Linked DNA regions of Mus musculus: region 2 is linked to region 1. A link is a contact called in public HiChIP or PLAC-seq data. All regions are on one chromosome and are shown on one strand. Each heading gives the region's core, a stretch centred on a gene start, on an enhancer-like site or on the middle of the called end of the contact. The rest is flanking DNA. Distances are from core to core; before and after follow the strand shown. Region 1 overlaps Gm40164 (a long non-coding RNA gene). Region 2 overlaps Ddah1 (dimethylarginine dimethylaminohydrolase 1).

What was found. HiChIP or PLAC-seq counts read pairs in DNA pulled down with a chosen protein or histone mark.
Region 2: an H3K4me3 HiChIP or PLAC-seq map of embryonic basal ganglia shows a contact between it and region 1, with 4 times the contacts expected there. The contact joins two enhancer-like sites. A contact is called at or near these places in 1 of 15 datasets of contacts at CTCF or cohesin (the NIH/3T3 cell line), 6 of 484 Hi-C or Micro-C datasets (2-cell-like embryonic stem cells, the G1E-ER4 cell line, embryonic stem cells and 2 more), 7 of 115 datasets of contacts at active chromatin or transcription factors (embryonic basal ganglia, embryonic stem cells and stem cell-derived neural progenitor cells) and 1 of 9 other capture datasets (embryonic stem cells).

The regions. Positions count from the first base shown.
Region 1 is chr3:145,626,330-145,631,514 of GRCm38.p6, forward strand. Gm40164 (a long non-coding RNA gene) reads right to left here. Exons shown (of 2, transcript XR_867694.3): 2 at 3,128-3,605. Among named protein-coding and RNA genes, the nearest start is that of Gm40164, 4.1 kb to the right of the region's middle. Within about 2 kb of position 2,077, at least 15 of the 459 cell types and tissues checked have an H3K27ac peak or open chromatin away from gene starts, as enhancers often do. A contact at or near this core is called in embryonic basal ganglia, where this site is marked.
Region 2 is chr3:145,882,954-145,888,138 of GRCm38.p6, forward strand. All of the region lies in intron 4 of Ddah1 (dimethylarginine dimethylaminohydrolase 1), which reads left to right. All of the region lies in intron 1 of Gm35187 (a long non-coding RNA gene), which reads right to left. Among named protein-coding and RNA genes, the nearest start is that of Gm35187, 5.1 kb to the right of the region's middle. Within about 2 kb of position 2,553, at least 91 of the 459 cell types and tissues checked have an H3K27ac peak or open chromatin away from gene starts, as enhancers often do. A contact at or near this core is called in embryonic basal ganglia, where this site is marked.

The sequences.
Region 1 (5,185 bases), core at 827-3,326:
CAGTTAAATCCACATTTTCTAGTTCACTCACCTGGACTGAAGTCTGGCGGGGAGTACACTGCATATACTTTGTGTAGTTCACATTGCTTAAAGGATTCTCAGATCTGCTGGGATGCTGTCTGCCCATCACATGTACACAAGAGATTATTTTTTAAAAATCCTTTGGGACTTTCTGTTGATTGAGTGAGTGGCTTTATCCAGGACAATATTCTTCTGATCTGGACCAGATGTCTTCTGAGATCGTTCTCAGTGTAAATATCAGTGACACTCTGACATTCATTAATTCATCTTGAATAAAAGACAAGAAGTTGCTTTCTGTATTTTTTTTTTTTACTATTATATGTAAAGTACACTGTAGCTGTCTTCAGACACTCCAGAAAAGGGTGTCAGATCTCGTTATGGATGGTTGTGAGCCACCATGTGGTTGCTGGGATTTGAACTCCGGACCTTCGGAAGAGCATTCGGGTACTCTTGCCAACTAAGCCATCTCACCAGCCCACTTTCTGTATTTCTTAATGGTTGAGGCTTTAACTTACATAAGAAACCACAAGGAAGGCCTATATTCCTATATGTAAACAGGACTTCAAGCACCACGGCCCTTCCCAGAACAGGTGGGTTGTATTTTCTGTTTGGCCTGTCACGTGGTATTTATCTTCTGTTCAGTCACTCCGAGCTAGCATCCCTTCTCTGTCTTCTTCAAACTCCACACACCTAGCTTCTGTAACCCCGTGAGAGTCCCTCTGTAGATGCGTCTTATTTCTGTTCTCTTTTGTTTTGTTTTCTTGGTTTTTCTTTTTTTATTATTTTTATTTATTTATTTATTTGGTTTTTCGAGACAGGGTTTCTCTGTGTAGCCTTGGCTGTCCTGGAACTCACTCTGTAGACCAGGCTGGCCTTGAACTCAGAAATCCATGTGTCTCTGCCTCCCAAGTGCTGGGATTAAAAGGCAAGTGCCACCACTGCCCAGCTCTGTTCTCTTTAGTAGGAGCAGATGAGGCATCATGTACCATTATGCCCAGCTTGTCCTGTGAGTTCACTGTTCTTTCCCTGCCTACATTCTTTCTTTGGTCTCACTTCTTCTGTATCTTACACAAAAGTCTCATTTGTCTCAGCTTTGCAGCTAGAATAGCTAAACGTAATCAGATCTGGAGACATGTTTGCCAGCCACCACAATGGTTTGTTACAAGTTGGGAAGTAAAGAGTATATATATATATATATATATATATATATATATATATATACACACACATACAGGTTGGGAAGTAAAGAGCATACATATATATACATATGTATATGTGTGTGTATGTATATATATATATATATATATATATATATATATATATATATATATTACTTTAGGTATGTCAGGCACCAAAAGCCTGCACTGCCTGCAGAGACCAGAAGCAACATTGTATCCTCTGGAACTAGAGTTAGATGTGAACTGAGCTGTCATGTTAGTGCTGGCAACTGAACCCAGGTCCTCTTCAAAGGCACCAAGCACTCTTGTCCACTAGGCTGCCTCTCCAGAAGCGCCGGATGTCTTTAGGGGCACATGTAAGAAATTGAAATGTAAGGGCCAGAGTTAGAGTTGTATTATCCAAGCAAGAGGGAGTTTGTGGGCCATGGGTACACACCCTCTGCTTCTCCTATGCAGCCAGGCTTCCTGGAAGGAGGAAACACAAGGTTGCAATCCCGCCTGCTGCCTGCTGAGGCAGCACAGCCTGTGTGATTGGTCCCCCATGTGAGCCTCCTTCTGAATGGAGGCTCATGATGGAAAAAGATGTTCTCTTTGTGTTGGAGTGGGGGTGGCAGTGATACTGGAGACCAATTTAAAAGTCTGGGATTTCAAATTCATAAAAAGAGCAAACTCAAAATGTATCCAACCTGGCTCCACAGGTACCCGTTGCCTCCCTGTGTGTTTAACACCCTTCCCAATTTTCTATTTTTCCTTCGTCTTAGAACTCACAGAAGGAGCTCATGGACTGTAGTCTCATCTCTCAACTCCTCCTAACACTGGTGAATGCTGCTGTGTGTCTTCACTTGGAAGTCATTTTGACTATTTCAAAAGTGGCATTTGTAAGGACAGAGGACGCTTTGTCATGTTTCCTCTCGGGTTTCAGGAGTTTGAGGCTGGAGCACTAGGCTGATTCAGTGAGGTAGGTCTTAAAGCGTTTGCCTTATTGAGCCAGGAATGCAGAGAGGGTGGTCGGAAAGGAAGGCTGCCATTCTGCCCTGCCTCTCTGGGATGTAACTTTCTGCACAAATCTCAACCCAGGACTCTTGGCCTCCAACACTGGAGACATCTAGAGGCCAGTTGTGGCTACTTGTACACTCTTTAAAGCATCGAGAAAGCCATTTAGAGAAGCTCAAAGGTTGAGGGTGTGAGACCAAGAGACTATGTGTAAGACATAGAAAACTTCAAGCCAGCAGAGAGGGGCCATTCACAGCAGCAGCGCCCTTTCTGATCCAACAGGCAATCACAAAAGGCATGGACCAGGAGCCCTGGGTTCTGCTGGCAGTCTGCCCAGCTGAATCAGTGAGTTACAGGCTAGAGAGAGACTCTATCTCAACAACAGAATAAATTAAGGAAATGGCTGAATAAACGGTAGATGACACTTGAGGAATGACAATAGAGATAGACCTTTGACCTCCATGGAAGCACTTACATACACACACATGCATGAGCACCCGTGTCCGCACATAAGTGCACACAAACATAGGCAGGAGTACCCATGCACACACACATTTACTTACACATACACACGGGCATGAGCGCTCATGTCCATACACACACACACACACACACACACACACACACACACACACAGAGAGAGAGAGAGAGAGAGAGAGAGAGAGAGAGGAATCAAGAGTTTGAGGCTGGAGTGGACTATATATAGAGACCCTATCTAATGCCCTTTCTTCAAAGTTAATAAATTAAGAAGCTATTAGAGGACTAAGGAGCCAAGAGCACTTGAGTACCAGGGTTCTGTTCCCAGTACCCACATCAGGATGCTCATAAATGAATGCCCTGTAGCCCCAGCTCCATAGGCTCCAGTGCCCTTTCCTGGCCTCTGGAAACATGAGATATATACACCCACGCAAAACACTCAGAAACATAAAAGTGAATCATTTCTCAAAAAGAATACATTAGATTAAGTGCAGTAAGCCAGACACAAAAGAAGAAATGCTGGAAGACCTGGGCTGGTGAAACTTGTAGACTTGGAGAACGAGACAGTGGCTACTGGGGCCTGGGCACCAGAAGCCGGGTGTGCTTAGCTGCGTGGGGCTGAATTTGAGGTGGTGAAGTTCTGAAGAGGATGGCAGTGAGATGCCACAGGCTGCATGACAGAAAGTGGCAGAAGTGGCCTACTTTGCTTCGTGTATTTCCACACGATTCTTAAAATCGCATGTCGAAGCTAAACAGCCACTTGATGATGGTCTTTCTGCGAGGAGACACCATGACACAGCAACATTTAATTGGAAGTGGCTTCCAGTTTCAGAGGTGTAGTCCATTATCAAAGCAGGGAGTGTGACAGCAGGGAGCATGACAGCGTGCAGGCAGACATGGTCCTGAAAGAGCCAGCTGAGAGTTCTACATCCAGACCTGCAGACAGCAGGAAGAGAGAGAGTCTGGGCTTAGAATGGGCTTTTTAGAAACCTCAAACTCACCCTCAGTGACACACTTTCCCTAACAAGGCCACACCTCCCAAGCCCTCCTAAGTAGTGCCACTCCCTAATGACCATTCAAATATATGAAGCTATGGGGGCCATGATTATTCAAACAACCACATGATTATGGTTATATTATGATTAATATAGATTTATAAGTACATATACATATATGCATTATATGTTTTTCCATTTTCAAATCAGATGACCCAAGGGAGTCTAGTGGCTTTATACCTTCATTTTTCTGACTTTGTCATCTTGAATATCTGCTAGTATTGTGGAGTTGTTTTAAAAGTATAAATGTCAGATGCTTGGAACACTAGGTGCTTAAGGAACACTAATTATCATTATTTTCATGAAATAGAAAGCAAATTGCTGTATTCTATAATCCCATCCTGTTTATGTCTGTGGAAAGTCTGTGAGTGTGTACACGCCCCGCCCCATACTCTCACACACACATCCATCATGCGTGTGGCAGATGGCTTCTGCATTCCAGACGTTGTGCTGAGGACTGGGTTGCCAGTAGCCTGGAGCTTAGAACAAGCCATGTTCCTGATGGGATGTTCCAATAGAGAGGGCATAGAAAAGCTCTCTGAGTAGGTGCGAATTCTGAGTAGGTTGTAACAGAACACAGAGAGAGCCTGTCACGCAAAGGCACAGGAATTCCAAGTCAGCAGAAACAACAGGAAAGGTCCCCGGGGCTCAGAAAGGACAGGGATACACACAGACAGTTCTAGAAAGACGGGAAAGAAACTGTCTTGGTAGAGGTCTCATTGGGAATGGTGCCCAGAGAAGAGCAGGGGACATGGAGTGGAGAAAAAAAAATTTTTTTAAATACTATTATTGTATTTTATTTATGTATGTATTCTCTCTGTGTCTCTCTCTGTCTCTATCTCTCTGTGTGTCTCTCTCTGTCTTTCTCTGTCTCTCTCTCTCTCCGTGTGTTTGTGTGTGTGTGTGTGTGTGTGGGCACATGCACGCTACAACACAGCTTGCAAGTGTCGGTTCTCTCTTCCCCAGGGATCGAAGTCAGGTCATCAGGCTTGGTGGCAAGCGGCAAGCACCTCTACTCACTAAGCCACCAGGAATTTTACTTTTCACCCCATTTCCTTTTTTCCCCCGTTTGAATTATTTACCATAAGTCTGTATTTATTGTTAGAAAATTCTAGTTAATAAAAAAGAGGGATTTTAATGATTAATAGTAAGGAATCTAATAATGACACATTTCAAGAATCACTGTGTCTCACCTCTCTGGTTACTTTTCATATGATGAGACCAAAGAAGGACATGGGCCCACTGGTCTGACAGTAGGACAGCCTCTGTCTTCTGTCTGTCTATTCAGCTACTATTTAAGCCAGTTTCTTCTGGTCCTCTTCAGCGAAACCCCTGACTTCTCTCATTTACTAGAGCTGTTTTTAGGGCTGGAGAGATGACTCAGCAGGTAAGAACACTGACTGCTCTTCAAAAGGTCCTGAGTTCAAATCCCAGCAACCACATCATGGCTCACAACCATCC
Region 2 (5,185 bases), core at 1,303-3,802, 260 kb after region 1:
AAACTCTATAGGAAAACGTATGTCACCATGGGCTTCCAGTGAACCTGTGAGTCTAGTCTTTTGGGTGATAAGATGGTGGTTTGTCTTGTCAGGATGAAGGTAGGCATGGGAAGTCAGACACACGCAGGCTTGAAGCCTACATTGCCTGTCTAAGTGAGTGAGTGACCCTGGACGTATTAGTGAATTTCTCTGCACTTGTCTTACTTTCACATGAAGAGAGAGATGACATCACCACATACACAGGGAGGGTCGTGGTGAGAAACAAATTGAAAAGAGGAAGAGAATACACACACCCACAAACACAAGCTGAATGTTTTCCATTCTCTCTGACCAAGAACGATGCTTAAAGATCAGCTGCCTCCAAAACCCAAGAGATTAAATCTTTGATGGTGGGATTTAGGTTACTGGGACAGTTAATCTTGTCAACGTAGTAGGATTTAGAATCACCATGGAAACATATGTCTGGATGAATCTGAGAGTGCCTCCAGAAAGGTTTAACAGAGCAGGAAGACCCACCCTGAATGTGGGAGGCACTGATTGATAGGATCAGGTCTCAGACTGTGTGCAAAGGAGACTGGGACTGAGCACCAGCACTCACCTCCCCCTGCTGCCTGGCTTTGGGGGGAGACTGGGACTGAGCACCAGCACTCACCTCCCCCTGCTGCCTGGCTTTGGGGGGAGACTAGGACTGAGCACCAGCACTCACCTCCCCCTGCTACCTGGCTTTGGTTACACCTGAGCAGAGCTGTACCTTGCCTTCTGTGCTTTGGTTGAGAGCCAAAACCCAGCCCTTCCTTTCTGTACGTTGCTTTGTCTGCACCCAGGAGAGCAGAAAGAACGGGCTACTTCCCACGTCAGGCCACAGTTAAGGCAGAACCAGTAGACGTACGGAAACCATGATTGTGAGTGCACAGCCCTCTATGAGACGCATCACCATCCCACCAGGGTTCAGGAACAGTGAAGAGGGAGCAGGGAGACTGTGAGGAGGATGGGGACCAGTGCTGTGGGATGCTGCCTTCGGGACACAGAGCTGCGGCTGCCTGTAGGAGCTCAAGCCAGCCAGCTTCCCAGCATAGATGAGGCGAGCTCCTGGGTCCCACGGCTGGCTGAGGAGCCATTGACAGTTGATGGCTGCTCCAGAGTGAAGAGTCATTTTTCTTTGAGAGTGGCCGTTGGGAGGTAGCCCATGATCCAGTGGTTGGCTCCACACTCATGCCCATATGGGTAGCACCAATTGGATTTGGTGGGGTCTATATTTTTTCGAAATAAAGTAAAATTCGAAGAGGAGCGTGTTGGGGAAAAGGTGGAAGAGGGGTGTGGAGATGGATGTAACCAAAACACATTGTATACTACTAGGAAATCCTCAAAGAATGAGTAAAAAATATTATTTATAAAAATACACATCTGGGAGCTGGAGAGATGGCTCCGTGGTTAAGAACACTGACCACTTCCAGAGGTCCTGAGTTCAACTCCCAGCAACCACATGGTGGCTCACAATCTGTAATGGGATATGATGCCCTCTTCTGGTGGTGTGTCTGAAGACAGCTACAGTGTACTCATATATACATGTACATATATACATATACATATATGTGTATATATGTGTGTATATACGTATTACATATCTGAAGTCAGGTGGTGGTGCATGTCCTTAATCCCAGCACTTGGGAGGCAGAGGCAGGCTGATGCCTGAGTTTGAGGCCAGGCTGGTCTGCAGAGTGAATTTCCAGGACTACACAGAGAAACCCTGACTCAAAATATTAAAATAAAACAAAATAAAATAACACACATCCAAGCCAAGTGTGGTGTCACACAGCTTTATTGCCAGCACTTTACAGATGCAGACAGGTCACCGCGAGTAGAACAGCAAAAGTTATGAGATGAGAGCCTGTCTCAAAAACAAGCAAACATGGCACACAGCCGCGGACAGGAGACCTAGCTTCATGGTAGAGAGCTCGCTCGGGTTCTAATCCTCAGTACAGTCATTTATTTAACTAGAGACATGGCTCTCAGAATGTGTTCATTCCAAGCCCAGCTGTGAGAGCCCATGAAATGTGAAGCCATGTTAGCAATTTATAATATTATCCAGTTATACTGGCTGAGCCCTAAAAGGATGGCCAGGATTTGGAGACTGCCATATATTGCTAGGCTTTCAATAAAACTCCTGATGCATGATAAACCAATAAAGAGTTATTTCAGCTACCTAGTAGCAATGAGAAGTGATTGTGCGTTGGGTCCTGTATCTCTTGGTGGAGTCTATAATTACTTGCTTTTAATATTGATTTCATTTTACTGTGTTAAGATGGGTACATACATATCTATCATGGAAAGATCAATTATGAGCAAGCCAAAAATGTGCTTGGAATATTTCCTAACCATCTTTAAATGCCTTCTTTATCTCTTTGCCTCAGTATTTGACCAATTAAGCCTTAAGTTGTTCTGTCCAACCACTCGGCCCAGGATTTTTTTTTTAATGTAATTGCTGTAATACAAAGAAGGCATGAGTAAGAAGCAGAAGAATAGGGCTGCCTTCCAATCCTTTCAATGAGAAAATTCCCAGAAATGTGGGAAACAGCCGGAAATGCCTGCTTAATGTGACTGGCTGTGCATAGAGTGTCAGGCTGAAAGCCAGCGTGTTCCCACTGGTTCCCATTGCTTTGTGGCAACTCCACTCAGGGGAGCCAGGCCAGGCCCTCCAAGAAAGCAGCTTTGAGAGATCCAAGGATGCTGCTGTGGCCCCAGAGATGCCCAGAGCCCCTTTCTCTCTAGGACTGTGTGCCTTCTGGGTTAAGAAGGTGCCTGCGATAAGAGAGGTAGACTCCACCCTCCCCATGCTTGGCACCATGCTTGAATTACAGATTGTCACCTCCAGCAGGCAACACTTAGAATATCCTTGCATCTGTCTATTTGCATACCACCTGACTTGGTCCTTGTGGCTGGCCCCAAGGGGACAGGCACTCTGTGAAGCCTGTTGAGTTGGTCCAGACATCAATAGCTTCCAGACCCAATTATCACCATTCTGATTTGGTTACTCAAAGTAGAATAATAATTCCACTGACAAAAGTCAGAGACAACATTTGGAATGTAGCCTGCCTCTGAAATCTTCCCCACCCCCACCCCCCACAGGCTGGATAGCGTGGCACTTAGGTGGACTTTTCCCAGTTGAACCTGAGGCCTCTGGGGATACAGAGGAAGCTGCTCCAGGAGGAATTTGCTGACGCACAGAGAGAGTTTAGGTGCTTTCTGCTTCCGTTTTGGTGCTGGGTGCTATGACAAGCAGGAAGTTCAGTCCTTACTGCTACACAGACATTTTACCAAGAACTCTGGAACAAAGCCACTTCCTCCATCCTTCTTAAGAAAAGGAAAATCCTGGAAGTCAGCCCAGCAGTCACATTCTTGGGATGCTTAGGATCATGTTCATCTTTCCCCAAGACTGAGTGTCCAAGAAGGGAAGAGAAAGCCTGTCGGTTACTGTCACCTCTGCTTGTTCTCCGGGAGCCTGGGCCCTTTGAAGTGTTATCCTGCCAGGGTGCCCAGTGTCAGTTCATCCTTTTGGTAACACACATGCACACACCATTGCCACACAAATGCACACACATACATACACACATACACACTCACGCATCTATATGAATACACAGACACACACACACACAGAAATGCACACATATAAGAACACACCATGAAGAGTTGTGATCCCTGCACCATTCACCCGCCTCTAAACAGCAAATTCACTGTATCGTGTGTGTGTGTGTGTGTGTGTGTGTGTGTGTGTGTGTGTGTGTGTCCTGGACGCAGCTATAAGTGAATGGCAAACCATCTCACCAGTCAATAACAGCACACAGGCAATGCAAATGAACCCTTTGGACAGGAAAGGGGAGCCTGGTCCTCAGCTAACATGGCAGACATACTGCAAGTCCAAAATAATCAACCCCCTGTGTCTCTTCTATGAAAAAGAAGGGTTGCTTGTCTATTATCTACAGTTACTGTTTTAAAATCATTTAGGGAGAGAGGGAGAGAGAGAGAGAGAGAGAGAGAGAGAGAGAGAGAGAGAGAGAGAGAGAGAGAGAGAGAGAGAGACCCAGATATATGAAGCTTTTGGTTTTTGAGTGGGACAGCACTGTTCACAGCTCCATGTGTGTATATCCAGTTCATTATTAAAAGTCATTTCTTACAGCATGGTTTATAATTTGCCACAAAATGATAACAAGGAGGCCAGGATGATAACAAGGAGGCTAAATTAATTGGAAGGGTCCTCCTGAGGTAGTACTGGTAATCTGTTAAGGCATTTGTTTTAAGAGAAACCCTCAGTAGAATTTATCAGTAAATTGCTTCATATATCTTCAGCATTAAATTATTCCCCCATTAAGAAAATTATAATTCTTTTTCTTCCCAGTAATGAAAGAAAAAATGAAACTATCTTCAAACTATTCCAGCTTGGCTGCCAGCCCTTATGTCTGTAATTTCTGGAATGCCCCCTCAGATGCTCTAATGAATACAGCTCAGGAAAAGGTGATTAAGAAAAGAGTGAGGAAAAGCAGAGATTAGAATTTCAAACAAATGCCATCATCAACTGAAGAAAACTCAAGTACGGCCAAAGAAGGAGAGGACCAATCCCTGGAGGAAGTTGATGGGGAGAGGGGAAGGAAGTCTGGTCTCTTATTGGCACTTTCTCAACTCCGGTACCTTGGAGACTTAGTGTGTTCCCTCGATGGTAAACAAGGAGTGGGCAGTGATGATGGTCCTTCTGCCCGGTTGTCACCCTTGGGCACATGTGAGTCAGATTGACAGGTGGGAGATCTGCCCTCCCGCTCAAGTGGAGAGGAAATCCTAGTGAGAACTCAGCTATGTGGTCTAGCCACGAAACTTCTTACTGTGAGTCTTGTGTTTTCTTTCTCTGTGAATAGAGAATGCACTGAGTCACCTATTTACCTAGACTTAAGCTGCAAACCCAACCAGCTGTTGTCTGGTATTCAATAATGGTGGAAGAACCCTGCCTCAATGTCCTGGGACCAAAACCTACTCATGCTCCTCCCTAGTGCTTGGGGAATTAAGACAATGAGCATAACGGGTTTTGTTTATGTGTATATAGGCTTGAATGGGAGCGGTGGCCATCACATACTATGTTTTGAGGGTCTCTTTGCAGCCTTCAGTCACTGGGCCTCTCTCTAGTAATCCTTGGTGC